Linked DNA regions of Danio rerio: all the other regions are linked to region 2. Evidence: chromatin contacts called from public HiCAR-type data. All regions are on one chromosome and are shown on one strand. Each heading gives the region's core, a stretch centred on a gene start, on an enhancer-like site or on the middle of the called end of the contact. The rest is flanking DNA. Distances are from core to core; before and after follow the strand shown.

Evidence for each region. HiCAR-type assays count read pairs that join an accessible place to other places.
Region 1: a contact with region 2 is called in a HiCAR-type map of caudal fin, with 14 times the contacts expected there. The contact joins two enhancer-like sites. A contact is called at or near these places in 12 of 18 Hi-C or Micro-C datasets (caudal fin, embryo, fibroblasts and 3 more) and 1 of 4 datasets of contacts at active chromatin or transcription factors (caudal fin).
Region 3: a contact with region 2 is called in a HiCAR-type map of caudal fin, with 6 times the contacts expected there. The contact joins the promoter of yars1 here to the enhancer-like site in region 2. A contact is called at or near these places in 3 of 18 Hi-C or Micro-C datasets (caudal fin, hematopoietic stem cells and an unstated tissue) and 3 of 4 datasets of contacts at active chromatin or transcription factors (caudal fin, embryo and gastrula embryo).
Region 4: a contact with region 2 is called in a HiCAR-type map of caudal fin, with 6 times the contacts expected there. The contact joins two enhancer-like sites. A contact is called at or near these places in 2 of 18 Hi-C or Micro-C datasets (embryo and skeletal muscle) and 1 of 4 datasets of contacts at active chromatin or transcription factors (caudal fin).

What each region holds. Positions count from the first base shown.
Region 1 is chr19:33,310,418-33,317,000 of GRCz12tu, forward strand. All of the region lies in intron 1 of LOC141379124 (a long non-coding RNA gene), which reads right to left. LOC141379122 (a long non-coding RNA gene) reads left to right here. Exons shown (of 8, transcript XR_012395120.1): 8 at 1,598-2,402. Among named protein-coding and RNA genes, the nearest start is that of mfsd2ab, 22 kb to the right of the region's middle. Within about 2 kb of position 4,409, at least 17 of the 62 cell types and tissues checked have an H3K27ac peak or open chromatin away from gene starts, as enhancers often do. A contact at or near this core is called in caudal fin, where this site is marked.
Region 2 is chr19:33,158,357-33,165,039 of GRCz12tu, forward strand. It overlaps fam49al (family with sequence similarity 49 member A, like), which reads left to right. Exons shown (of 12, transcript NM_001003606.3): 12 at 1-219. Among named protein-coding and RNA genes, the nearest start is that of fam49al, 57 kb to the left of the region's middle. Within about 2 kb of position 3,890, at least 3 of the 62 cell types and tissues checked have an H3K27ac peak or open chromatin away from gene starts, as enhancers often do. A contact at or near this core is called in caudal fin, where this site is marked.
Region 3 is chr19:33,349,095-33,354,964 of GRCz12tu, forward strand. yars1 (tyrosyl-tRNA synthetase 1) reads left to right here and starts at 4,016. Exons shown (of 14, transcript NM_201316.1): 1 at 4,016-4,065; 2 at 4,348-4,418; 3 at 5,157-5,303. The coding sequence starts at 4,362. mfsd2ab (MFSD2 lysolipid transporter A, lysophospholipid b) reads left to right here. Exons shown (of 14, transcript NM_001003570.2): 14 at 1,379-3,027. The coding sequence ends at 1,430.
Region 4 is chr19:33,289,735-33,296,540 of GRCz12tu, forward strand. All of the region lies in intron 4 of LOC141379122 (a long non-coding RNA gene), which reads left to right. Among named protein-coding and RNA genes, the nearest start is that of myclb, 14 kb to the left of the region's middle. Within about 2 kb of position 2,632, at least 10 of the 62 cell types and tissues checked have an H3K27ac peak or open chromatin away from gene starts, as enhancers often do. A contact at or near this core is called in caudal fin, where this site is marked.

The DNA of each region.
Region 1 (6,583 bases), core at 3,159-5,658, 150 kb after region 2:
AACATGTTACCCGTGAACAAGTAACTTAATAGATTCCAATGACCAAAGTCAGGGAATTGGCCTATGTCAACAACAACATGAATGAAATATCACGTTCAGCAAATATAGTGAGATTAGATCCAGCGGGAGATGCTTGATGAGCAGTCCGACAAGCAGAGCTCTCATCTGGGTAGAAATGCTGGAGCGCTTGCCCGAGAGTGTCTGTGTGGTCACGTGATGTGCGTTTTCAGCGTTTTGGTGTGGACGGAGAGCTGTTCATAAAACGCTGGGTAAAACGCGAGTGTGGACGCGGATCGTTTTCATTGTACAACGCCGTTTTAAAACTAAAACGCACTAGTGTAAACGGGGCCTAAGACTGACACCCAGTGGTTGAACTAGGTATTGCATTCCTGGATCAAAACAAACACATGCTGAAGTTGCCAGATTGAGGACCAACAAGGCTGAAATGAATCATGCTCGAAATGAAAGCAACAGCACACGATAGAATTTTTTTTACTATATTAAAAAGAGTTTTTGTTCTTACACCTCGAATTGATATATTAGAAACGGCTTCTCCTTCTCACAGGTGAACAACAGAAAACTGACAATGATTACCTCAGGTACATCTTATGTGCTTTATTCAGTGTTAAATGCTAATGAAGTGAGTTTGAATGGCATTTTATATGACATGTATTGCCATACTACAGAAAGCAACAGCAGATCGTTTACCTCAGATCTTAAAAATAAAATAAACCATTTGAAATGGAACTTTAGAACTGTGAAATAATGCAAACCAACACATATCACTGATTTAGCATGTACACATAATAATGTTAAAGAGGTTTAATATGTATTTATAACATTAAGAACTTTACCATTTCCTGAGTGAGTGCATATGGCTGTATTTAAATTTTGTCGTGTTTCGTCTGGTGCAAACAGCCAAATTGCTTATCACTGCAAATGTCCTCACATAGCATGTTGTTAGGACACGGGGTTACAATGTAACCTGCTCCCCTAATATTTACACTCATAATATGTATATTCTTTGCTAATTAATTTACCACCCGAGACTCATTTTGGAGTCACATAATGCAGAGTCCGTTTCAGTTACAGACACATGCTTTGGTTGCCCTCCTGACTAAATGATTGAAATATGTTATTTTTCATGAAGGCAAAGACGGACAGGTGTTACGGCACAGAAAACACATTTTCAAAGCTGAATAACTGACTTTAGCATTGTTTTTCAGATAAACAAGAATGTTTACGTGGCATGTTTCTTAAATGTCTGCAAACATATTATGTTATTTTTATACTTTAGAAGAGTCAAAAACTTACATACAGCACCTTTAAATCATGCAAAATGCTAAAATCTTGCTTACATTGTTTCTCTGAGAAAAAAAAAAGCTTTTAAAATCTCAAAACATTTTGTTGCTTTTGCTGAAATATTTCAACCATTAGCTGTCCAATTTCAAGCCCAAATTAGGGTTTGTCATCATATTTGCTTTACCTTATATTTAAAATAAATGCTTTATGCTAAGAATGCAAAAAAAATAATGAATGAATAAATGGCATTCAGGCCTATGTGGTGTTCTGAAGTGATTTTTCTTATTCATTATAGCAGTAAGTGTGGATGTGCAGCCATACGTGTCATGTCCATGTCCCGACAGATGGGCTGGTCAGCGCATCCCATCAGCCCCTTCTGCCAGCAGCATGATGGACCACTGTATGAGTCTCTGGGGGATCCCCGGGTGAGCCTTCATCCTGGACAACACCTGTCAATGAGCGTGATTGATCCTTTGCAACTTTTCACCCTCACACACACACACACACACACACACATACACACATCTGTAGACCCTATACACACAAACACTCCTTTTCCTGCACTCTATCACATAAACTTAGCCGTCCCTCTCTAGCTGATCAAAGCATTTTTCATCCCGCACAGGAAGAGGTGGAGGAGAGGACCTTCTGTCCACTTATAAATCCATTAAAGTAAAACTAATTGCACAACAGCTGTAAAGAGCAACACTCAAACACTTGTGTTTCAGATCATCTGATGTAGTTTAAATAAGGGTATTGCTCTTTTTCCTTAATGGAGCTCTCGATTATGTTTACTTCCGGTGTCATCTTTAGTGTAGATGTTTCTTTTACAAATTCTGTTTAAGAGATCAAATATCGACGCAAACGAGACAAATGATTACATACCAATCAAGTACACAGATTATAAAACTATTAGTTCTTGGAATAAAATCTATAAACCATTTCTATGTGGTGATGTCATTGGCCCATAAGCATTTCCTGCTTGTTGTCAACACTTTTAACAAATTTATGTGGATTGAACATAAACAATTAAGTTGTCCCAATGAAATCTCAAGAATTGTCTTGTTTTAGCTTAACGTAAATAAGTAGTTTAAACGAGCAAAAAAAAAAAATATATATATATATATATATATATATATATATATATATATATATATATATATATATATATATATATATATTTAGTGTTGTTTACATCCTTAAAAATAGTCTATTGAAACCAAACCCTTGGTGGTGTCTGTAATATGTTTAAGAATATGTCTAAGATTTATTTTTATAATAAATGATAATAATAATATTGATAATCATAGCCATTATTATTATTTTTTTTAAATAATGATTTTTCATTATCTTCATAGCACATTCACTACAAAAGCTATCAGTAAAGCAGTACCTTTTCAGAAGGTACACTCTTACACCTAAAAGGTCCACATTTGTACAGTAAAAAGTACAAATGTGTACTTCATAGTACCTTAAAGGTACAAAAGTATACCCTACAGGTTAAAAAATGTTACTTTAAGGTCCCTATGTGCCCCTGTAAGATATAAAAGTTTAATATTTTAAATGGTACCGCCCAAGTGACAGCTTTTGACCTTTGTTCATTAGTGTGTTTAACACTTTTAAAAATGACAAGTAATTTGCCGCCCTTACATCTCAGGAAGGCATTATTTTCATGCAAGTTACATTTTTAAAATTAGGTAATATAATATTTCTTGTTAGTTCAGTTCCATTAAAGAGCACTTATTTTACCCCTTTTCCAAGATGTAAGATAAGCCTTTGTTGTCTCCAAAATGTGTCTGTATAGTTTCAGGTCAAAATGAACAGATTATTTAAAGCCTCCAGAATCTCCCCATTTTTGTGTCTGTATACTGTAGCGGTTTTTGTAGCCTGTGGCTTTAAATGCAAATGAGCTGCTTCTCCTTGCTCACCGTTCCCACATGCATGTCTGCTTCTCATCATGCATTAAGTCAGATAAACAGCAGTCAGTGATAGATACAGACACAGATGAAGCTAAAATGCAACTCATTAGTCAACAAATGCCAAGTAAGTTTCATGTATTTGTGGTGGAGTTTTTTCAAACCTTTCTGAGTCTTACATAAATGCTGTTTGCGGTAAAGCACACACAGACATATTAGCATTTACTGATACCATGCAGCCGTGGTGATTATAATGGTTAAGAATTGCATATCGATTTTACTGCCTTTATTACAAACATGCTCTCTTTTAAAAAAGTTTTTAACTAATAAAAATCACAGAGAGTTGGAAGAAATATTTTAAGTTTCTTTGCCTGTCAATCAATTCGGTGGGCGCGGAAAACTGCACTCCTATACCACAATGGTCCTATTTTAACTCCATGAAATAAAAAAGAGACTTGTTGTGTTTATATCACTCCAGTATCACTGTGGACACACTATACCTACACACAGCTCTGTCCAAAAAGCTTGCAAAAGTTCCTCATAGGTGCCCTTTAAATATTATTTACTAACACATTAATAAAATGTAATATTTATGGCTATATAAACATTTAAAAAGCATAATCCTAAATACTAATTTAGCATTCTTAGCATCAATAGTCTGAAAACCTCAAGCTGAAATCTTGTGATCAATAAAAACTGTTATAAGAAATGCTGAGTTTATACTGACATTTTGAATCCTGAGTCGCTTAAAAGCAGACAAATCTGAGTTTAACTATAGCAAAACCGATGATGTAGTCTAAAATAAAGAAACACGAGGAGAAACCTTTTTTTTACCAGAGGAAAAATCTGATAGGTTATTAATTTTTGCAGATGTCAATTTCCTTTGCAGTTAATGTTACCATGGTCTTGGAGAAACAACTGTGATTTATGTTACAGCTTTCAATTGTGCTGTTTCTTTCTTACTCTGTTACACGTCCTGTAGGTTTAGGTTTGGCTGCCGGCCTTCTGCATGAGCGAATGAATGAATAAAATAATATATCTTTCAGTGCAAACACTGCTTGATTTAGACAGCAGAGGTCAGAAGACAGACAAAAAAATCGCTACTAAAACATCCCCGAAGTTTGTACTAGGCCCAGGATGTTTGGCAGGCGGCATGAATTTTTTCGACAGCTGAGGCATTTAAGTGCTAGAGAATAACAGCATTACAACATTCAGCCGTTGGGTCTGGCACCAGCAGAGCCCCCCGAGGAGAGAGACAGAGAATCAGCTGCTTCAGCATGCATGAGTTTGTTTGAGCATCTGCGGGGAGGGCATGTGTTTTACTGCCCTGCAATTCTGACATAAAAGCAATAAAATGAAGTGTGGAGAAAGAACAGCGAGATCTGTGTGAGTCTACATGAGTGTGTGGCTGCATGAAAACAGAGCTGATATGAGGACAGTATGTGGTGTATCATATTGTATGTTAAAGGGTAGTGGGGCCTGCGTGCATTTGCTTTGGATCTCTTGGGGAGGCACTTAGGCTGCTGTAAACCGATGCCTAGGGGATCTGGACAGCTGGAGTTGCTCATCTGTCTATCAGCTTTCATCAAAGACCTGCTTCTTTTGCTTTGGTCTCTAAGGAGTTTCTTACAACCAGCCTAAACTTTTACTCTGTGTGGGGTCTGACATGATCGTGTTATAAAATGGATATTTCAGGTCTTTGATTCTTGACACCATTGTAAATTGCTTTATAGGGGCTTTTGCACCAGATTAACTTTTTTCTAGGTCCAATAGAACCTTTTTGGCAATGCTCTTAGTTACAGGAACTCCATCAATTCAATTCATCTTTATTTCTATAGCCCTTTTAGATTGTGTCAAAGCCGCTTAACATAGAAGTTCTAGTAAAGTTCAGTTTAGTTTAGTTTAGTGTGGTTTAAATTTCACTGCTGAAAGTTTAAACACTGAAGAGAGAATTCATCGGTGCACAGCTCCACAATCCCAATCCAAGCAAGCAAGCCAGTGAATAGGAAAAACATTGACCAATTGACAAAGTGTTGAAACAGTGGGACTAAATGTGTTTACCTTTCAGAGTTGGGTCAATCCAGCATGATCTCACAAGGAAACATAATTTTACATATGGTCAGAAGAGTAATTTGTTCAAACATGACATGAATTTTAAAATGAAGTGTGGCCCCAAAGCCCTCCCCAACACTAGCCCTCATTATGGGATGAGCAAGTCATACTAAAATGTACAAATGAGATTGTACACATGAATGCAAATTAGCCACTAAATCAAAAAGTTAACTGCTGTGAGATTACGCTGGTCTATCTTAACGCAATAGGAACTATAGTGATGTAAGTGAACATTGACTGGGCAGCTGGAGACTATATGAAACAACGGATCCATATTCTAATGTGTTACATTTATGTACAGAAAGCTAATAGTGTCTTTTGCATGGGTAGTAACAAGAACTAATATATGGTAACACTAAAAACTAGTTTCCTCTCAGATAATTTTCCTGGATGCATTCACATCATCACTTGGAACAAGTAAAGAATAACTAATTTCAACTCATTGGGAAAACAAGCACAGGGCTACATTTTTGCAAACACATTGCATTGGTGACGTTTCCTTGCAGCTTATGTTGACAATCCACCAAATGCATTGTCTACATTTTTGGAAATCTCCAAAACGTTACTGTGCTATATTTTCTCAAATGTGGCATTTATATGTCCTTCTCATATACGCATCTTTAAGAAGCCGGCCAGCTTGTCATGCATATTCCCCTTATCCAAACCCAACCGATGTTTTCAAAAGCAAACAAGAGAGGTTTTCACCATGATTTTACAGTGCTTTTTACCTAGTTTCTGGAACCATATGACACTCAGCTTGAACCCAGTTCACTATGAATCCTAAGAATGACACTGTACAAGACAAGCTATCGAGAAAACTGACCACTCCAGAAACACCCTCCAAAATGATATAACGCCTCATAGCAAACATTTTTAGAAACTTCAGGCAAACGTACAGTTGAAGACAGAATTATTAACCCTCTTTGAATTTTCTTTGCTTTTTAAAATATTTCCCAAATGATGTTTAACAGAGCAAGGAAATTTTCACAGTATGTCCGATAATATTTTTTCTTCCGGAGAAAGTCTTATTTGTTTTATTTTGGCTAGAATAAATGCAGTTTTTATATTTTTAAAAACCATTTTAAGGTCAAAATTATTAGCCCCTTTAAGCTATATATTTTTTCGATAGGCTAAAGAACAAACCATTGTTTTACAATAACTTGCCTAATTACACTTAATTAACCTGCATAGTTAACATAATTAACCTAGTTAAGCCTTTAAATGTCACTTTACGCTGTATAGAAGTGTCTTAA
Region 2 (6,683 bases), core at 2,640-5,139:
TAATTGTTCGGTGAATCTGAATTGGGTATGTGTTGTCTCTGAGAAAACCATGCGTTTTGGCTTGGACCATCGGACTTGCCGTAGACATTTGTTCCAGATCTTCGACTTCATATCAGCGGTGCGATTCAAACAGGGCAGGGAGGAGGGTGGGGGGTGTCCATTTGCTTGTTATTTTGTACATTTTGTGCAAGAAATAAACCTGTCATTTACTACATTCAACAATGGCGTTTTGTCAATGAGTTGACCTGTTCTTTGACATTTTGTTTCCTCAAAACCTTTTTTTTCCCAACTAGTATTAAATGGATCACAGACATGTATTTTAAGGTTGATTGTGCACTGGATAATAAAAAAAATTGCATTGGAGGAGGGAGTTGCTGTCCATGGTGCTGCTCTCTAAGCACACACTGCACTCAATTTATGATAATTACTGAAGGTTAGTCTGTTTTATTACCAATTTAAAGAAATAAAGGTGTCATATTATGATTTTTTTTTACAATTGCAAATTTATTTAGTGCATAAACTTGCTCTTTAAGCATGAAGAAAGATCTGCAAAGTTAAACCACACAAAGTCCACTCAAAAGGGGGAAATTGCATATAATGTTTCTGAACTCTTCAAACAGCTTGATTGTAGTACCGTGGTTCACGTCTGTGACCAGAAAAACATATATCAGGCGTTTAATGTTTAAAAATATATGTAGATGTTTTTGTTTGTTACTGCTGGAGGGAAACAGCTGCTCATTTGCATTTAAAGAGACACAAAGTTTTTTCCTCTCTTTTTAAAAATATTTTTTGTTATGTTTTAGGGGTTTTTCACCTTTTATTGGGATAGAATAGTGAAGGACAGACAGGAAAGTATTAGGACCAGAGAGAGGGGAAGGGTCGGCATAGGACCTCGAGCTGGGAATCGAACTCGGGTCGCCGTGAGCACCATGGTGCTATATGTCGGCGCACTTAACCACTAGGCTATTGGCACCAACCTTTTCCTCTCTTTTAATTAACCAGAAAAGAGGGATTTAAAGCATGATATAATAAATAACCCATGACATATGAAATATCACAAGTCCAAGGTCAAAAATACTGTCTTTTTCCCCCGAATGCCTTGGACTTAAGATATTAGTGTATCTCTATATATTCCTGATTCAAAAAGCAACAGACGCAATTACCCTTGAAGCACTTTTTGTTTGAATCTGGATGCAGTGGGAAAAATAAGTATTGAACAGGTCAACATTTTTATCAGAAAGTTTTTCTAAAGGTGCTGATGACTTCACATTTTCACCAGATGTCGGTAACAACCAAAGAAACATGCAAATAAAACAAAATGAATTAGTTTAGAAATTGAGTTTTTGCGTAATAAAATGAAATAAAGCAAAGAAAAAGTATTGAACACATGAGGAGAGAGAGGTGTAGAAAGGCAGTGAAAGCCCAGACATCAGTTGAAATCTCCCAGTAGTTCTTCAGCAACCCTCTACCCTTCGTCATTGTAAATGAATACAAGCTGCTTCAGTGGAACATCTACATTAGCAGGATGATGAAGATTAAACCAGGGTGGACATTTCAGCAAGACAATGATCCAAAACACAGCCAAGGAAACTCTCAAATACTTTCAGAGAAAGAAAATCAAGCTGTAGAATAGCCCAGCCAATCACCTGACTTACAAATTAAAGATCAGATTTGATAGACGAGACCTGCAGAACCATCTAGATTTTTACACTCTGTTGAAGTCTGTGACAACTCACACCCGAGCAATGCATCATTCATCATGCTTCATTCTCCATATGAGAGGCATCTTTCAGCTGCATCACCAAAAAGGCCTTTTATATAAAGTATTAAATGTGTTTCAGTTATTCAGTACTTGTGTCATTCCATTGTTATTACACATCACTCATTTTTCAGATTTTTGTTGTATTTTTATGTTCGTATTGTTTGGGTTTTTACCAAAATCTGGTTTATTTCCATATGAACAGCTCCATTAGAAATATTATTCCCAGGAAAATATATGACATGTTCAATACTTACTTCCCTCACAGTATAACCCATGATATATGCGAGAACTTTGGGGGAACTTTGCAGACCAAAAACACCTGATGATTTTATAAAAATACTTGTAAAAGGGAACATAGTATAGCACAAGGTCAATTAATTATTTATAAATGAACTTAGAGGCATCATATATACATAGATATAGTGAAAATGTTATCTTTTTTTTTTTAAATAAAATAATGTCTGCAACAGTCATGACACTACTGCTGTGCTGATAGCATCCGAACAAAAGAGAAAGGATAAACCAAACATTGAAAATGTGAACTCAACTTTTGAAAAACAAAACACAATTATTATACTAACAACATTATTCAGGAATGTATATGGATACTTTTTCCACTTCAGTATCTTTTTTTTTAAATATTTCTCCTTAAAATAATGAGTTTATATCTTTTTTCGTTCACACAAAGAGAGAAACTGAATAGCTTATCAAAAGATATAAATGTAATGACAAAAGCTAAGCATATTCTCTACCTTTTATTTCCCTTTAAAGGGGCAGTTCACAAAAATGTTGTTTACTCACCCACAAGTTATTTAAAACCTTTATGTTTTTTTTTCTTTTGTTAAACACAAAAGAAGATATTTAGAAAAATGCTGACAACTTGTAACCATTACCTCTACAGTAGACTCTCGGAAAAAAAGGTACAGTTGGTACAAATAATGTTGCTTGAGGAAGTTTTGTACCTTTGTAAAAATTGTACCTTATAAGCTACAGAAAATACCTCTTACGATATTGTTCTGTACCTTTTATGGTACAACTGAAATGAAGGTACACAATTGTTCTTATGAAAGGTACAAATGTGTAGAACAACTCCTCTATTACAATACCTATGAAAATAAATATGACTGAAAAGGCAAAGTGATTTATGAATAATTTCCGTAATAAAACATGAATCATCATTTAAAAATATATGTTTAAAGAAACTCAAACATTAATTATTAAGTTCTATAAAACAAAACAACTGGTAAAACAAACCTATTGGTGTCGTAAACTAAGCATTTAGGACATTTTAAATAAATGTTTGTGTCTTAACACTGTAGTGGTACCTTTATGGATCAGATTAGTATCTTTGATGATGGTACAATATCATATCTGCAGGTTTTAAAAACTAAAGGTACAGTTTGGTTTTCTATAGTACCAATCATGTCCTTAAAGGAAGAAACTGCAATGATACAAATTTGTTTCTTTGTCTTTAGGTACAATTCTGTACCATAAAAAAGGTACTGCCACTGTGACAGGGGTTTATACCTTCTTTGGTACAACATTGCACCGTTTTTTTTCTGAGTGTAGGAAAAAAAAACAATACTATGGAAGTCAACGGATACCTTTATCAAAAACAAGTTAAAGATGAGTAAATGATGACAGAATATAATTTTATATAACCCTTCAAGAGGAAATCATTAAGGATAATAAAAACGTTGCTTTCTTCTTGGAAAAAATGTTGGCATGTCTGGCAGCAGGAATAGGGTTTAGCATTTTAAAATAGCATTACTATTATTTGATAATTTATTCAATATATTCCATCTTAAATTTGTAAAAACTCATGTGTTTTTGTTATGACCGGTGTACTGACATTTTCTCCTACTCGTCAGATTATGCTACTAACACTGTATTTGAATGGTTCTGAGAATGGGGTTCGGGATTAGGTAGGTTAGGGCGATATTACAGATTTATATCACACTACTCCTGTCCACATTACAATTTACAATGAAAGCAAAATCTCATGAAAAGCATATTGCTTGATCAAAATGTGCTACCTACTTTTTGAATGGGAGGTAGGACAATCTGACAAGGTAAGACACCGGCACTACAAATCAGATGCACTACAAAAGTAAAAGAGGACATTCGACCACAAGGCGGCAGCAAAGCATTAAAATCGAGCCTTCTTGTCCACATCCACAACCTTAACATCAAGACTCAAGAGGCCCTAAAATTTTTATAGCTCCATTTCAGCTCTTATTAAAACATTTACACCCACATATATCACCCGTACACAAATATTACCACATCTTTGCAAAAGCCCCAGTGAGTTTGAAGATGCTCTAGTGGATATTAATGCAATAAAAAAAAAGCTGCAATAATCTGGGCCAGAAAAACACAAAGGTGATGAGAGACCAGGTGTGAGTGGTTATTATTGGAACACAGCGAATAGAGCAAAGACGCAAATTAAAACGCATATTAAAGTCAAGACTGAATCTTTTCTAAATGATCCGCAAAATATTACAGGTTCTGTTCATATTTGTGTCGCTCTGACACATTAACCTAACTACGCAATAACTCAACCAGTTTGTCCTGAAATGCACCCTTATGGTAATCACAACTGAACAAACTACAGCTCACTGCATTATTCATAGGTGTAATAAATGTTTTTGTACGCTCAACACTTGCATCCATTTGAAACTAAATATTTGATCAGTGACTGATTGCCCCATCATAAACTAAGCTGACTTGTCTAGACACGTCCGGTGCTGACCCAGTGCAGACACAGGCAGTCCATCATCTCAGATCTGTCCGTTGAGACTTGAAAGAATGCTATATCACCCTCCTGTAATGACTCATGCGGAGCTGGGATCTGCTGTTGGCGTTTTGGAGAGTTTACAGGTAATTTCATGGAGAATCTAGTGCGTTGGCAGGTGCACAAACTGGTCCAGCATTCACGAGAATGTACAGTAACACCTCCACCACATCAAGTGGAAAAAACAGAACAAAGAAAGGGAAGGTTTTCTATCTGGAGGGCACTAAACAAACTGACAGTTACCTGCAGTGTTTTATTAATAGGGGTGATGGAAGTGTGCATGGGTCATTTAAAGGTAAAGTTTACCAAAAGAAAAAAAAGAAAAAGAAAAATTCTGTCATTATTTACCCACCCTCAAAACCATTATACGTTTCTTGTTTCTATTAAACAAAAGATATTTCGAAGAATATTGGAAGCCTTTGAAGTGAAAAAAATATATATATACACTCACAGGCCACTTTATTAGGTATACCTGTTCAATTGCTCATTAACTCAAAATACTAATCAGCCAATCACATGGCAGCAACTCATTGCATTTAGGCATGTAGACATGATCAAGGCGATCTGCTGCAGTTTAAACCAAGCATCAGAATGGGGAAGAAAGGTGATTTAAGTGACTTTAAACGTGGCATGGTTGTTGATGCCAGACGGACTGGTCTGAGTATTTCAGAAACTGCTGATCTACTGAGATGTTCACGCACAACCATCCCTAGGGTTTACAGAGAATGGTCAGAACAAGAGAAAAAAATCCAGCAAGTGGCAGTTCTGTGGGCACAAATGCCTTGTTGATGCCAGAGGTCAGAGGAGAATGGCCAGACTGGATTGGGCTGATAGAAAGGCAACAGTAACTCAAAAAACCACTCGATACAACAGAGGTATGCAGAAGAGCATCTCTGAACAAACAACATGTCGAACCTTCAGAAAGATGAAGGTTGAACAGGAACAGGAGTTTACAATTCACAAAGGCTCACCAAAATCGGACAATAGAAGATTGAAAACGTTGCCTAGTTTAATGACTCTCGATTTCTGCTGCAACATTCAATGGTAGGGTCAGAAATTGGCATCAACAACATGAAAGCATGGATCCATCCTGCCTTGTATCAATAGTTCAGGCTGGTGGTGGTGTAATGGTGTGGGGGATATTTTCTTGGCACACTTAAGGCCCATTAGTACCAACTGAGCATCATGTCAATGCCACAGCCTACCTTTGTGCTGACCTGACCTGACCTACCTGAGTGTTGTTGCTGACCATGTCCATCCTTTTATAGCCAAAGTGTACCCATCTTCTGATGGTTACTTCCAGCAGGATAACGAACCATGTCACAAAGCACGAATCATCTCAGACTGGTTTCTTGAACATGACAATGATTTCAATGTACTCAAATGGCCTCCACAACCACCAGAACACAATCAAATAGAGCACCTTTAAGAGCACCTTTGTGATTTCTGTGACCTCTGTGAATCTGCCGTAACTGCATGATGCTATCATGTCAATATGAACCAAAATCTCTAAGGAAGTCAACCTTATTGAATCTATGCCACAAAGGAATAAGGCAGTTCTAAAAGCAAAATGGGGTCTAATGTGAAACTAATAAGGTGTACCTAATAAAGTGGCCAGTGAGTGTACATACTATGGAGTCAACATCTACCTGTTTTGAACATTTATTAAAATATCTTATTTTGTGTTCAACAAGTTCAAACTATTTTAGAACAAGTGGAGTGGTAAGTCAATTGCAGAATGTACAGTAACACATCAAGCGGGAAAACGGAAGAAAGAAAGGGAAAGTTTTCTATCTGGAGGGCACTGAACAAACTGAAAGTTACCTGCAGTGTTTATTAATAGGGGTGATGGAAGTGTGCATGGGTCATTTAAAGGTAAATTCTGTCATCATTTATTCACCCTTAAGTGTTTTTTTAAACCTTTAGAGGTCTCTTGTTTCCAATAAACAAAAATATTTATAGAGTCAATGTCTACCCATTTTTAACATTTATTAAAATATCTTCTTTTGTGTTCAACAACCTCAAACTATTTTAAAACAAGTGGAGTGGTAAGTAAATGGCAGAATTTTCATATTTGGGTGAACTGAACCCTTTAGCAGGTTTCTCAGTGCTCTCCCTTAACCCTGG
Region 3 (5,870 bases), core at 2,766-5,265, 190 kb after region 2:
ATGCAGGACAATGATTCACTAATATATTTATGTTCCTACAATTCAAGATATTAAAGCAAAAATGCCCATTATTAGTTTTTGTCCCCTATTTGAATTGTATAATTCAGTGGACCCTTTTCACAAGACTTATTTAATGCTCATCAGCATCTTAAATCCTCAAAAGTTTTTCATGTTTAGATAAAAAAAGAATGTATGTACATTTATAAAGCTATACGTTGTATTATATCATCCTTGCATCAAATTACAAAAGAAAACAAATTACAGCTTATGTGAGGTGTTTGTAATGCAGCATCTATGGGCAAGACAGTAAATTTTACATGTTTTCTCTCCTCTGGCTGCCGTCATCAGTCTCACACAATTTATTTTTTTTTCTAAAAGTTCTGGATTTCTCATTTTCATTTTAGTTATTTGATCAGATTGGAATGTGAAACATGTATTTATGGTACTTTCACATTCATTTCTCTATGTAAATCCAACTATGACATGAATTCCACTGCTGAGAAACACGGAAATGTGAAAAAGATCTGTTATGCCACACAGGCCAAAAACTCAGTTTTGTTTTGAAAGAGCATGAGTGCAAATGTCATATTAATTTTATACAGTAGTTCTAATACAATAATGAACAACTGGTACGAGGCAAAATCCTCTGAGTAAAATTTACTCAATTTAGATAGTATTTGATCCTTCTCTAAATTGAGTTACTCAAATTAATGAAAGGATTAATTAGGTGTTGATTGAGCACTGATGGTGAACGCCTGCTGTTAATATGCAGAAATACAGAAAAGAAACCTAAACCTACAACTAATTTCAGTCACAGCCTTAAAAGAAATCAGCTGAAATTTAATGCATTAAATCTCTCAAAATCTCAGCAGAGGATCTACTCGATCAATAAGCAACTCCACAAACAGCGACTTATTCTCAACCCGTTTGTCTTTATTTAAAGAGGGACCAAATACTCTCTGAACTGAGTACATTTTACTCAGAGGATTTTGCTTTGTAACAACAAAAATAATGGCCATACTTTTTGATGAGTGTGAGATTGAGAGAACTAAAAGATATTTGCATGTTTCGAATAAAGCACTGCAAAGTCATTCTCTGTGCATGCTCATTTCCTTTTAGATGAAGAGGAATGTTTGTAATGTGCATGTCAAGTAACAGTGCTACACTGTGTTCAACTGTATACTAGCTTTTACTGTAAAACAAAGTATATGTCGGGCTTCCATTCTTCCAGTCACATGTCTTGCTTAACTTGAGCCTGCTCAACATTCTCAAAACTGTAAATTCAAACGTTTAAATCTGATTAGTAGCATTCTTGTTTTTTGGGGGGGCTGTGATTCTTTAATTTTGCCTAACTCTGACCTGTGTGGCTCTTTTACAGAGAAAACGAGATGGATTCAGAAACGGACTCCACTGAGCTCAATGTGGTTTAATACCACCAAAAACCCTGGACGGGACATTGTGCCATTTGAGTTGGACCAACAGAGCTGGAACAAACCAGAGCGAATACTCTGAACCAACCATGCCTTGTGGCTGAAATCTTCCAGCATCATCACAAATATGGATCAACTGGAAACATAGCCTGTGCCAGCTCAAGCTCAATGTGCCTTGCCATTTTCAGTTGCAAGAACTATTATGGAGTCGGCTTGTACGTGTTGCCAGGATTTGTCCTGCTTACTGGTTAAAAACAAAAAAAGCCAGCTTTTGAAAAGCACACATCTATATACTGCACTAAGAAAATGACGAGGTGGGACATATCTACCTTTTAGATGAGACTTGAAACATTTACAAAGGTTTTTAGGTGCTAAAACCAAAAATGCTTTTCAATCTGATTTGAAAAGTGCATTTTGGAAGGAATATCTGTGAACTGTACACTACAATGTTTGTATGTAATTTAATATTTATAAATGCTTTTGTGCTTCTAACTAAATGAGCATACTTGAAACCATGACACCAAGTGGGGTTTGATTACATCAAACTGTAGTATTGCACACAAAGTTACCACCTTTTTCTTCTTGTATTACTTTCCTTTTCATCTTCGTGGGGCGTACAGAGGGATGTGCTGAGGGAAAAGTGTACAAATTTGATCCCTCAACACCTTCCAATTAGATCGATCAATATCCACTAAAGTACTGCTGAGGCTTTAAATTAGATGAACGCCATCAGAATGTGTGGGCTAGAAATGTATGATTATTCCTTCTGGTGAGAGGTGAAGATTATTTAAGTATTTATTACTTTTCTTTTAAATCATATGTTGATTTGATTGTCTTTTTCTCTCATCTTCCTTAATTTATCTTGTTTAAGGGCCTGTCACATAAAATAAGGGCAATTAGGGTAGAGCTGTCACTGCTGAATTATATCTATTATGCCATTAATTCCTATGGAACAGCCAACCAGTGTGTTTACAGGTGACACTACTGTTTGTTTAGGTGTTAAATGTATTTGATTTCTGGTCTGATCGTTTTGATTCACCGTCTAGTCTAGTGCTTTTATTATTGTATAGTATTAATGTTGGTTCTCAGCCTGTAACTAAGTGTCAAAGATCTGAATGCCAAGTGTTCCCTACAAATGTGTACGTGCTGTGAAATATGTACATAAACCTGTTTTCATTTTCTATCTTTTGGGGGAAAATGGAATTATTTGTAAATAACATTTGTGTATATACGAGTGTTGTATGTTATACATATGTACATTTGATGCACATTGAACTCGCATCAGTGCAGTTTTTTTGCATGTTTCTGATTAATACTGTTTTCTAACATGTCAGTTTTGTATTGATGCAGTAACTGTGACATTTCGATTGCTCTCATTAACCCCAGTTTGTGGTTATCTGTCAAGATTTCCGCATTCTGATATCAAAAATACAGTTATTGTAAATAATAAATGTGCTGATGTTTGTACATAGATTTTATATATATATATATATATATTTTGGATGGAATCCTAAATGTGTGTGTGCGTGTGTGTGTGTAGTTATTTAAAAGAAACAATGGAAATAGTCGTTAATAAATGGTAATTGATATTAAAAGATCATTGTGTCTTTTCTAATTTTCCACCTATACAATTTCAAAACGCTTAAGAAATAACATGAATAAATTAGTTTTCTATCTATCTATCTATCTATCTATCTATCTATCTGTCTATCTATTTACTGTCTATCTGTCTGTATCTATCTATCTATCTATCTATCTATCTATCTATCTATCTATCTATCTATCTATCTATCTCTATTTTCTATCTATCTATCTATCTATCTATCTATCTATCTATCTATCTATCTATCTATCTATCTATCTATCTATCTATCTATCTATCTATCTATCTAATTCTAGACAGATAAACTTGTATTATTTATTACTGCGGTAATGATTAATTCATTTATTGATTGGCTGAATAAAAATATAATAAATGTTTGGCATATATTCTTATTTTTAATATTTGACACGATACTAGATGGTGTATAGTACACATTCAGTTTTTATATAATGACATAAAATAACATTTTATATTCGTAAAAGTAAATGGCGTTATACAAACCTGTTTGAGCGGGAAAGATATACGCTTTTTTAGGTTACCGGCGACGACATTTTAGAAACAAACTAGGCCCTCCTGTCATTTTATCAATATTAATTTTTAAAACAGAACGAAGACTGGTACTGAGTCTGTCAGTATGAACTAAAAAGTTTATTAAATATTAAAAAGCAATATATTAAAAAAAGTTCCCTTAGAGTTGGGGCGCCTCCTGGAGGAGAAAATTCGACAGCAGCTTAATGATCGTCCCTCGATTACTCGTCCTGCTGATGATTGCTCGACAATTTATTGTTCAGAGCTGATGCAATACTGCCATTACAAGGCAAAATATGTTAAAAACTGTTATATAATACGTATTTAAGTGCATTTATAAAATTATAAATAATTAGATATTTTTAAAAATATGTCTATACAATTTTAACTGAAGTTTAATTAAACTTTTATATTAGATGTGGCTTTTATTATGATACACGTGATGAAATCTTGGTTCAACCGGAACAGCCTGTCACCGGCACACACGTTTCTCAGCGACCACCGGTGAGATATAATGCATCTTATTATGAATATCAAAATTTTGTTATGGTTATTATCACTGACGATTTATAAACATAATATTCACATTTATACCGACACATTTTCCGCTCTGCAGTGTTTCTAGCACTCTGTTTTAGACAGCTCAGCGATTCATTCACTACAGACGTCACTGAAGAATTGAGATCGTAAAAACGTCAATCGTGACACAAAGTTTCTACCGAAATGACAAGTTCTGTGTATGTCTATTACTTGACATATACACTTATAATACCTTATTTTGCACAGAAGCAGCAGACATCATGGGAGAGCAGCTGAGTCCTGATGAGAAGTTCCAGCTCATCACCAGAAACCTTCAGGTGACAAACGTGTTATTTTCTGTTTGCTATGAGCTAAAAACTTAGTTAACATTTTAAGAATATTATCAAAAGAATATACGGAAATACATTTAAAAAATAGTTTTTGTTTCATCTTCATTTGAGTACATGAGCTGTCACACCCTGTTGTTTTCTCTTTTGAGGTAAAGTTGGTTTTAATTTTCTCACGTTCTCCTTAATAATATTCATTCATTCGTTCATTAATTTTCTTTTCGGCTTAGTTCCTTTATTAATCATGAGTCACCACAGTGGAATGAACTGCCAAATTGTCCAGCCAATGTTTTACGCAGCGGATTTCCTTCCAGCTGCAACCCAGCTCTGGGAAACACCCATAGATACACCACGGTCAATTTAGCTCATTCAATTCACCTACAGTGCATGTCTTTGGACTGTGGGGGAAACCGGAGCACCCAGAGGAAACCCACGCTAATACTTAGAGAAGATGCAAACTTTAAACAAAATTGCCAGCTGACCCAGCCGGGGTTTAAACCAACAACCCTCTTGCTTTGAGGCAGCAGCGCTACCCACTGTACCACCGTGTTGCCTCCTTAATAATATAGTTTCCGCCAATATAGACAGCATTGTTCAGTCAAATAAATAGCGATAGTGTTGTTTTGAAGTCATACTTGTACTATGGTAAACAATATAGGGAGCGTGTCACAAGTTGTCACTTAACAAATGTGCGAATATAAAACCAACTTTACCTCGATGTTTTCTCAGGAGGTTCTTGGTGAGGAGAGGTTGAAGGAGATCCTGAAGGAGCGGGAACTGAAGGTTTACTGGGGAACAGCGACTACAGGCAAACCCCATGTTGCTTACTTTGTCCCCATGTCAAAAATTGCTGACTTCCTGAAGGCGGGCTGTGAGGTTTGTATTCAGCACTATGTATTTGTTCTGAATGAGCATTTAGTAACTTATTTGTCTTTTTAAAGATCATTTTTAATTGCTGGAATTAGGGATCTGTATATAGCTGTTTCTGGGTAAGAAATGATGGATGTTTTCAATTATCAGTCAATGTAGGCTAATACAGTTTTTTTACAGTCTAATACTGTCTCCTTTTTTTGTTACTTTTTTTGATGAAAGAAATGACTAAAACCATATTTGAGGATCACAGTGCTAAGCGGTTCCAAACATTATAGGTTATGGGAACCTTCTATTTGTGGGTTGCTTTTTGGTTTTGCTCCTGCTGAATATGCAGAAAAATGTTTTAAAGAAAATTGGAAGCTGTATTTATTAACATTTACCGTAATAAAAAATTCAGTGGCTTTCAGTTTCCAAAGATATCGTCCTTTGTGTTTGAAACTCAAACAGACTTGGAATTATTGGTGGATGAGTAAATAATGACAGAATTTTAGTTTGTTTTTGAACTATACTTTTAAGATGCTTTCATGTGAAATTGTTTGTAAAGGTCACGTGAATAAGTTACAAAAATGT
Region 4 (6,806 bases), core at 1,382-3,881, 130 kb after region 2:
CTCCAGCAACAGCATCAAACAAAATCAACAGAAGACACACACACAACCCACACACTCGTACAGCTATCTTTATGGTACTCCCCTTAGTCTTAATGATTTGTATAGACTATATATTCTATCCCCTACCCCAAACTTACCCCTAAACCCAACCCTCAACGAAAACAATCAGCAATTTTACAATTTAATGGGGTTTGTCTTATGTGTTAAATGTTATGTATGTGTTGTATGACTTGTTATTTTAATTAGTACGCTGTAAAAAAAATCCTGGTTGCTTTTAATTTTAAGCTGAATCAAATGAACCCTTTGAGTCAATTGAACATACATTACGTTAAATTAACTAAAACAGCTTGCATAACAGCTTGCATAACTCATAAAATTAAGTTAGAACACAAATAACTTGGTTTTTAAAATGTTATAATGAACTAAAACATATGTTGTCATGACTAACGGATCATATGATTTTTTAAAGTGATTGTGTTTAGCATTTTTTGCAACGTTGTGTTGTAACACTGTGCTATATAAATAAACTAACTTTCAAAATACTTTATTGTTCGTGATTTAAGAGCCATTTTCCACTTGGTGAACATAAGCTGCTCCCACAAGGTCAAAATTTACTTGTATTGCTATACTTGTGGGGACATTTGTTCTTAACAACATAAGAAATACAAAGTACAGGCATGCACACACATGTGTATAAGATGATCTTGGCATGTCGCCTCACTATATGAAAACCTGAAGACAAGAAATTTCATAATATGCGAGAAAAAATCATGTGATGTAATGACAGAAACTCAAGCATCTTCCTAACAAAACAAAGGTTCAGTTTAAATGCAGATCTGTAACATAAATATATTATATTTTGCAGTGGAAGTTACTTCTCAAATTATTAATCATAACCTAAATAATGCTCAGTAGTCTCTACTTTAAGGTATTATTACACATTCTGAGTAAAACTTGTTTCCTATTTATTTTTTGTCAAATGTAATGAATTGTAATCAATTCTAATAATGTTTCATGATTCATTCATTCATTTGCTTTCGGCTTAGTTCTGCTTTTTAATCAGGGGTTGCCACAGTGGAATGAACCACCAACTTATCCAGAACATTTAATGCAGTGGATGCCCTTCCAGCTGCAACCCAGTACAGGGTTCACACAAGTGAATTTAGCTTATTCAATTCATCTATACTGCATGTCTTTGGACTGTGGGGGAAACCGGAGCGCCCAGAGGAAACCCACAGCAACATGGGGAGAACATGCAAACTCCACACAGAAATGCAAACTGGTCCAGTCGGGACTCAAACCAGCGTCTTTCTTGCTGTGACGCAACAGTGTTAACCTGTTAACATTTTTTAATTACGTCAATTAATTAGAACTACTAAAATTTAGTCCAAAAACTAAAAACATCAAAAGTTTCCCTAGACTAACTATCTTAATGCACATTATCTGAACTTATTTTATTCTCAAATTCCTGTGCAAAAGTGGGTCATGAAAATGATTTGGTTAAATTACCTTTACAAGAACTGTTTCACAAGACCGTGATCCCAAACATAAGGCATCAACACAAGTCAACATGACAGAGTTTGTTATTGTGTGTCATCGGCATGTTCTGGGCTGCAAGTTATTTTTATTATAGAGGGAAAAAAGAGCTACAGTGATTGGCAGCAACTTACATGTTTTATTACTCTAAATGTGTGCCAGTTTCCAAGTAAATAACTTTTTTTATTCTCATGAACACATGGGATGGAAATGATGCTTTATTCTACCACAATCAGCACTGTTTTGCAGGATTGTTGTATGTTTTGTTATTGTAATGATGACTCTCTACAATTAATACACTGTAAAAAATTATATGATCAATTAGTCATGAAAGCATTTGCTTTTAGTTCATTACAACTTATTAAGCTAAGTTAAGCATGTTCTAATTTTATGAGTTACGCACACTTTTAAGTCAGTTTAACATAATATAAGTTCATTGGACACATAAGGGTTAATTTGATTTAGCTTAAAAATTAAAGGTAACCAGATTTTTTTCAGTGTTTACTGATTATTCTTCAGTGACTGCTTGCTTTTTTTTTTAGAAATCGTAAACCTCTTAATAATCAAAACTAAAAATGTTTCCAAGTGATAATCTTTTTAAATGTATTTTTCTATAAATATTTTTTACTTTCTGACTGCAGATTTTTGAAAGAGTCACTGCTGATAATAAAATCAGCATCCGAAAACAAACTCACATTGATTCAGTTTCAAGTCATTGATGCAGCATCTGTATGTAAATCACAAATTTGCCACCAGTCTTGCTTTTGTATTTGTGGCTTTGAATGTGTGATGTTAGCACTGAAGTCAGAGAATGAAATTGAAATCAAACCCTGCGCTTCTCATGAATATATAATCAGCCCGACGAGAGGTCCAGGGCGTGGAGGCTTTTTTGTCCAGCGGCCACTATTGACCAGCGGGGTTTGAATGTGAGTGGGAGGGTCACGTGGCCCCTTTGATTGATAGATGCTCATTAATTGGAAAGGGTGTGGGATTTTTTACCGCATTCTTCTGAGACTCAGCCTTGGGAGAAAGCCGACTGTCAGCTCAGTTCTGGGTACGGCGTGTACTTGTTGCAAACTGCACCTTGGCAGCAGAAATTGGGCGAGAGAGAGAGAGAGAGAGACTGAAAAAGAACGAGAGGGAAAGATAGATAAAGAGAGAGAGAGAGAGAGAGAGAGAGAGAGAGGTGGTGCATTTCACAACAACAGCCACAGAGCGAAAAGATTTCATAACTGCTATCTGACAGTGAGAGAAATGCAAACGCTTCTAAATAAACAAAGTGAGCAGCAGTTATTCGACCGTTTAGATATACTTCCACTGAAATGCCTATTTGCATATGAGTAAGAGATGCAGAGATATAAAGTTACACTACATCTTTCTGTTTGATGCATTAGTATTATTTGACTGTGAAAGCCAACATACTAATCTACTACTAAGCTACTTTATCTTAGAAATTTGAGACAAAACTTCTACCATAGATATGTAATACAGGGCGTCACAGTGGCGGAGAGGGTAGCATGTTCAGCAAGGCAGCTGGTTAGAGTGCGTGCTGGATCAGTTGGCATTTCTATGTGGAGTTTGCATGTTCTTCCCGTGTTTACGTGGGTTTCCTCTAGGTGCTCCGTTTTCCCCCACAGTCCAAAGACATGCGCTATAAGTGAATTGAATAAGCTAAATTGTCTGTAGTGTATGTGTGTGAATGAGTGTGTATGGATGTTTCCCCGTGATAGGTTGCAACTGGAGGAGAATTTGCTGTGTAAAACATATGCTGGATAAGTTGGTGGTTCATTCCGCTGTGATGACCCCTGATTAATAAGGAGACTAAGCCGAGAAGAAAATAAACGAATGAGACATCTAATACAATACGTTTTGAAGCTACAGCCGCCATACTTGACAGTGTTCTTCGATCTGTTCTGAATTTTCATGCTATTCAACTGATCACACTTAAAGTGTTCATAAAATAAATAGTTAAAACTATGAAAAATCTCAAAGAATTGCATTGTTCCGTTCATGTTAGCAAGTTTTAACAATAACATGCTAATTTATGGTATCAACATGTTGATTTATATGCTAAAACATGGCAAATATGAGCTAGCCATGTTAAAAACTAAAGAATTAAGTAAGGTATAATGTACATCCAGGAGGTTATCACAGAAAAAAGAACAACAGGTTTAAGCATAAAGCTGCCAGAAATGAAAACAACTGAATGAAGCATATCTAGCATACCTCATAAGACAATTTTAAGCAACAGCTGCAATACTTGACAGTGACCTTCAGTCTGTTTTTGAATATTTCAACCCAGGCTCATTCTGAAAACATAGCCCTATATAGATTTCTGGAGAGCACCAAATACGTCTCAAAAGCTACGTTTTTTTGCAGTTTTTATTTTTGCGAATCCACCAGAGGCCGCTGTGTACGCCTTTTCAGATCTCAAATTTCTCTCGGGAGTGTCATTCATGCCTGCTCTTTTCACATAAATCCACCAGAGGTCACTGTAGACTGAATGACTCACTGACCGATCAACTGACCCACCCTCCTCCTTCCCTAAACCTAACCAATAGTGTTTTTAAAAGCACAGATTTACCCGGCCACCCACTTTCCTAAAAGTTCTAAAAAACAAACCAGACAAAGAAAGGCCCTCATCTAATATTTACCACGTTTTCAGATTTTGCCACGTTCTCACCCTGTTATTTAATTGTTGGCTTCTGTTTTGTCTTACCTGCTCTCTGGAACCATTCTTTGCCGCACTCGAACCCTGTCATAGTGGTCAACTCCTCTCTGCGTCTAATGTCCATCAACGTAAATGGCGAGCCACTGGACAAACGGGTAACAGCGGGAAAGCCGTCTATACGGAGATGAGCGTCAAACTGTCCCGTAGCATTCATTTTAAAAATGAAATGCAGCCATAAGTTGCTCTGGCTACATAATTCGTGATCTCCAGAAACTTAAATAGGGCTACGTTTTCAAAATGAGCCTATGTTGTCAAAAACAGTGGCGACACAGACAAGCCTATAAATATAAATGTGAACAAATCTGAAAGTCAAGATGATTTCAGATACCCAGATGAGCATGTGTTATTAAATTCAGCAGTTGTTATCTAAGAATGTCATACCTTGGAATCTCGTGACTGACTAATCAGAATCAAGTTTTCCAATAATAATTGGAAATAATTCAAGCTATCAACGTTAAAACATTATAACGATGTTCTAAAGTATGGTTTCAACCTTCTTATAATGTTAACAGTATGCTAATCTAAGCTAATAATGAGATAACAGGTAATTCATGCTGTACAAGCAAACTGATGTTAGAAACTAACATGCTTTAAAACTTTTTTGAGACTAGGGGTCCGTTCTTCGTACCTCGCTTAAATGATCTAAGATGATTTGGCAGATCCTGGATCTTTTAATCTTGATAACTGATCTCTCGCTAATTTGGTTCTTCAAACAAGTTCGCGAATCAGATTAGAATGTCTGGATAAACTGATCTGAGATCGCTGCGTGTGTTGTGAAGGACAGATCTATCGATCCTCGAAATCATGATCAGCAATGCAACGATTGGCTGACGGCACAGCAGCGTAATGACATCATCTGATTAATATTCAATTATCCATGTGAGCAAAATTACATCAAATTAGCAGTAAACGGCTTGTTAAATGTGACACGCAAGAACTTTCCACATTTGTTGTGAGCTGCAGGCTTTACACTTTCATTTGTCAAGACAAGAGTATTTATCATGCATTTCAATGCAAATAAATGTATTTAGTTCTACGTTTAGAAAAGATTTTCTTTATAATAGTAGCCGTTTTTTAATCGGTGTAAAGAATAACTGGTTGTTTACAAAAACATTTTCATATTGGTAAAGGGGTCTGCAACTTTTGTGAAGCATCAAATCACCGGCATATTAACTATCAAAACATGTTTATGACTGCATAAATGTATTATTGCTTTAAAAAAAAAAGTCACATATTCTGCATTTCTATTATACACTATTTGTACTAAAGCGATCTAAAAAGTTCATATCAATAAGTTTTCTCTTTGCACCAGGTGACTGTCTTTGTACTTTCATTTCGAGGGTGCAGATTGCATACGTTTTAATAATATGTATAACTTTATTTATTTTATTAATGACTATAACTTTATATATATATAGTTAAAAAATATGTACCATTTTTCCAAGTGTATATAACTACTACTGTAAGAAAATATCAGAATTCGGAACATACTTTCTGTATTATCTTTGCTTGAACTGAGCCGATCTAATCCTGTTTATATGATTTGAACCTGCTCCCGATCAGGTTTGACCTAGCAGAACTGTTGCTATGACAACAACTCTCGGATCAGCTTTGAAGAACGAAACGATCCTGGATCGTGTCAAATCGTCAATATCCAAATCCAGCTAATTGAGTAATCCACGTACGAAGAACGGACCCTAGTTCTAACTTGCAGACTAGGCACGTCAATGTTTGTCTACAAACTTTACCATCTAATAACCCAATTAAAATTTACATGGGAATGCACCTTAGACCATTAAACTAACATACATAGTGGCATGGATTCTTCAGTGACAAATAACTATATCTTGCAGTGAACTTTTTATGGATATCTTTTTTTTTAAATTCAGTTGATATATCATGTGCATTATGTGCCAGTTACTGTTAAGTGAAAACTTCTTCATTTCACCTTTTTAAAAAGCAAAAGAGGAAGCATCGTATTTATAACTTCAGTTTTAACTTCAGTTTGTGGTCAAGGTTTTGTGTACACTGCTGGAATCAAAGATAGTTAAACCTGACATCATTGTAAAGCATATTAAATTAAACTTAGCATGTATTTAGTGACACAAGTGACCAGTATGTGAACTGCAGCCAAAAACTTTTGCTTTGAGATGCCTTGAGTTTTGTCTTGATCAATGTCTACAATTTTGCCATACTTTTTCTGTTTCACAAAGTGGAATGATTTTGACACATGTTTTGAGAAAATGCTTAGATTTTCTTTAAAACTCAATAATACACCCTGGGCAAATTTACAATCCTTTTGTTATGTTCAGGATGAAAACATCCACTGACTGAAACTGCTGTAAAAATGCTTCAGATGGATATTTTTTTCATAAATCTGTTAATCAACCTCAGTTGTGATCCAAATTGTTTAGAAAATTACAGTATTTTAGGAAATAAAAACACATAAAATGATGTATTTTCGATAAAAAAAGTAATTGTGGACTGGATTTTTTTACCTTTAATCCCCGTCTTGCACACGTGGAACAACATTGCCTTT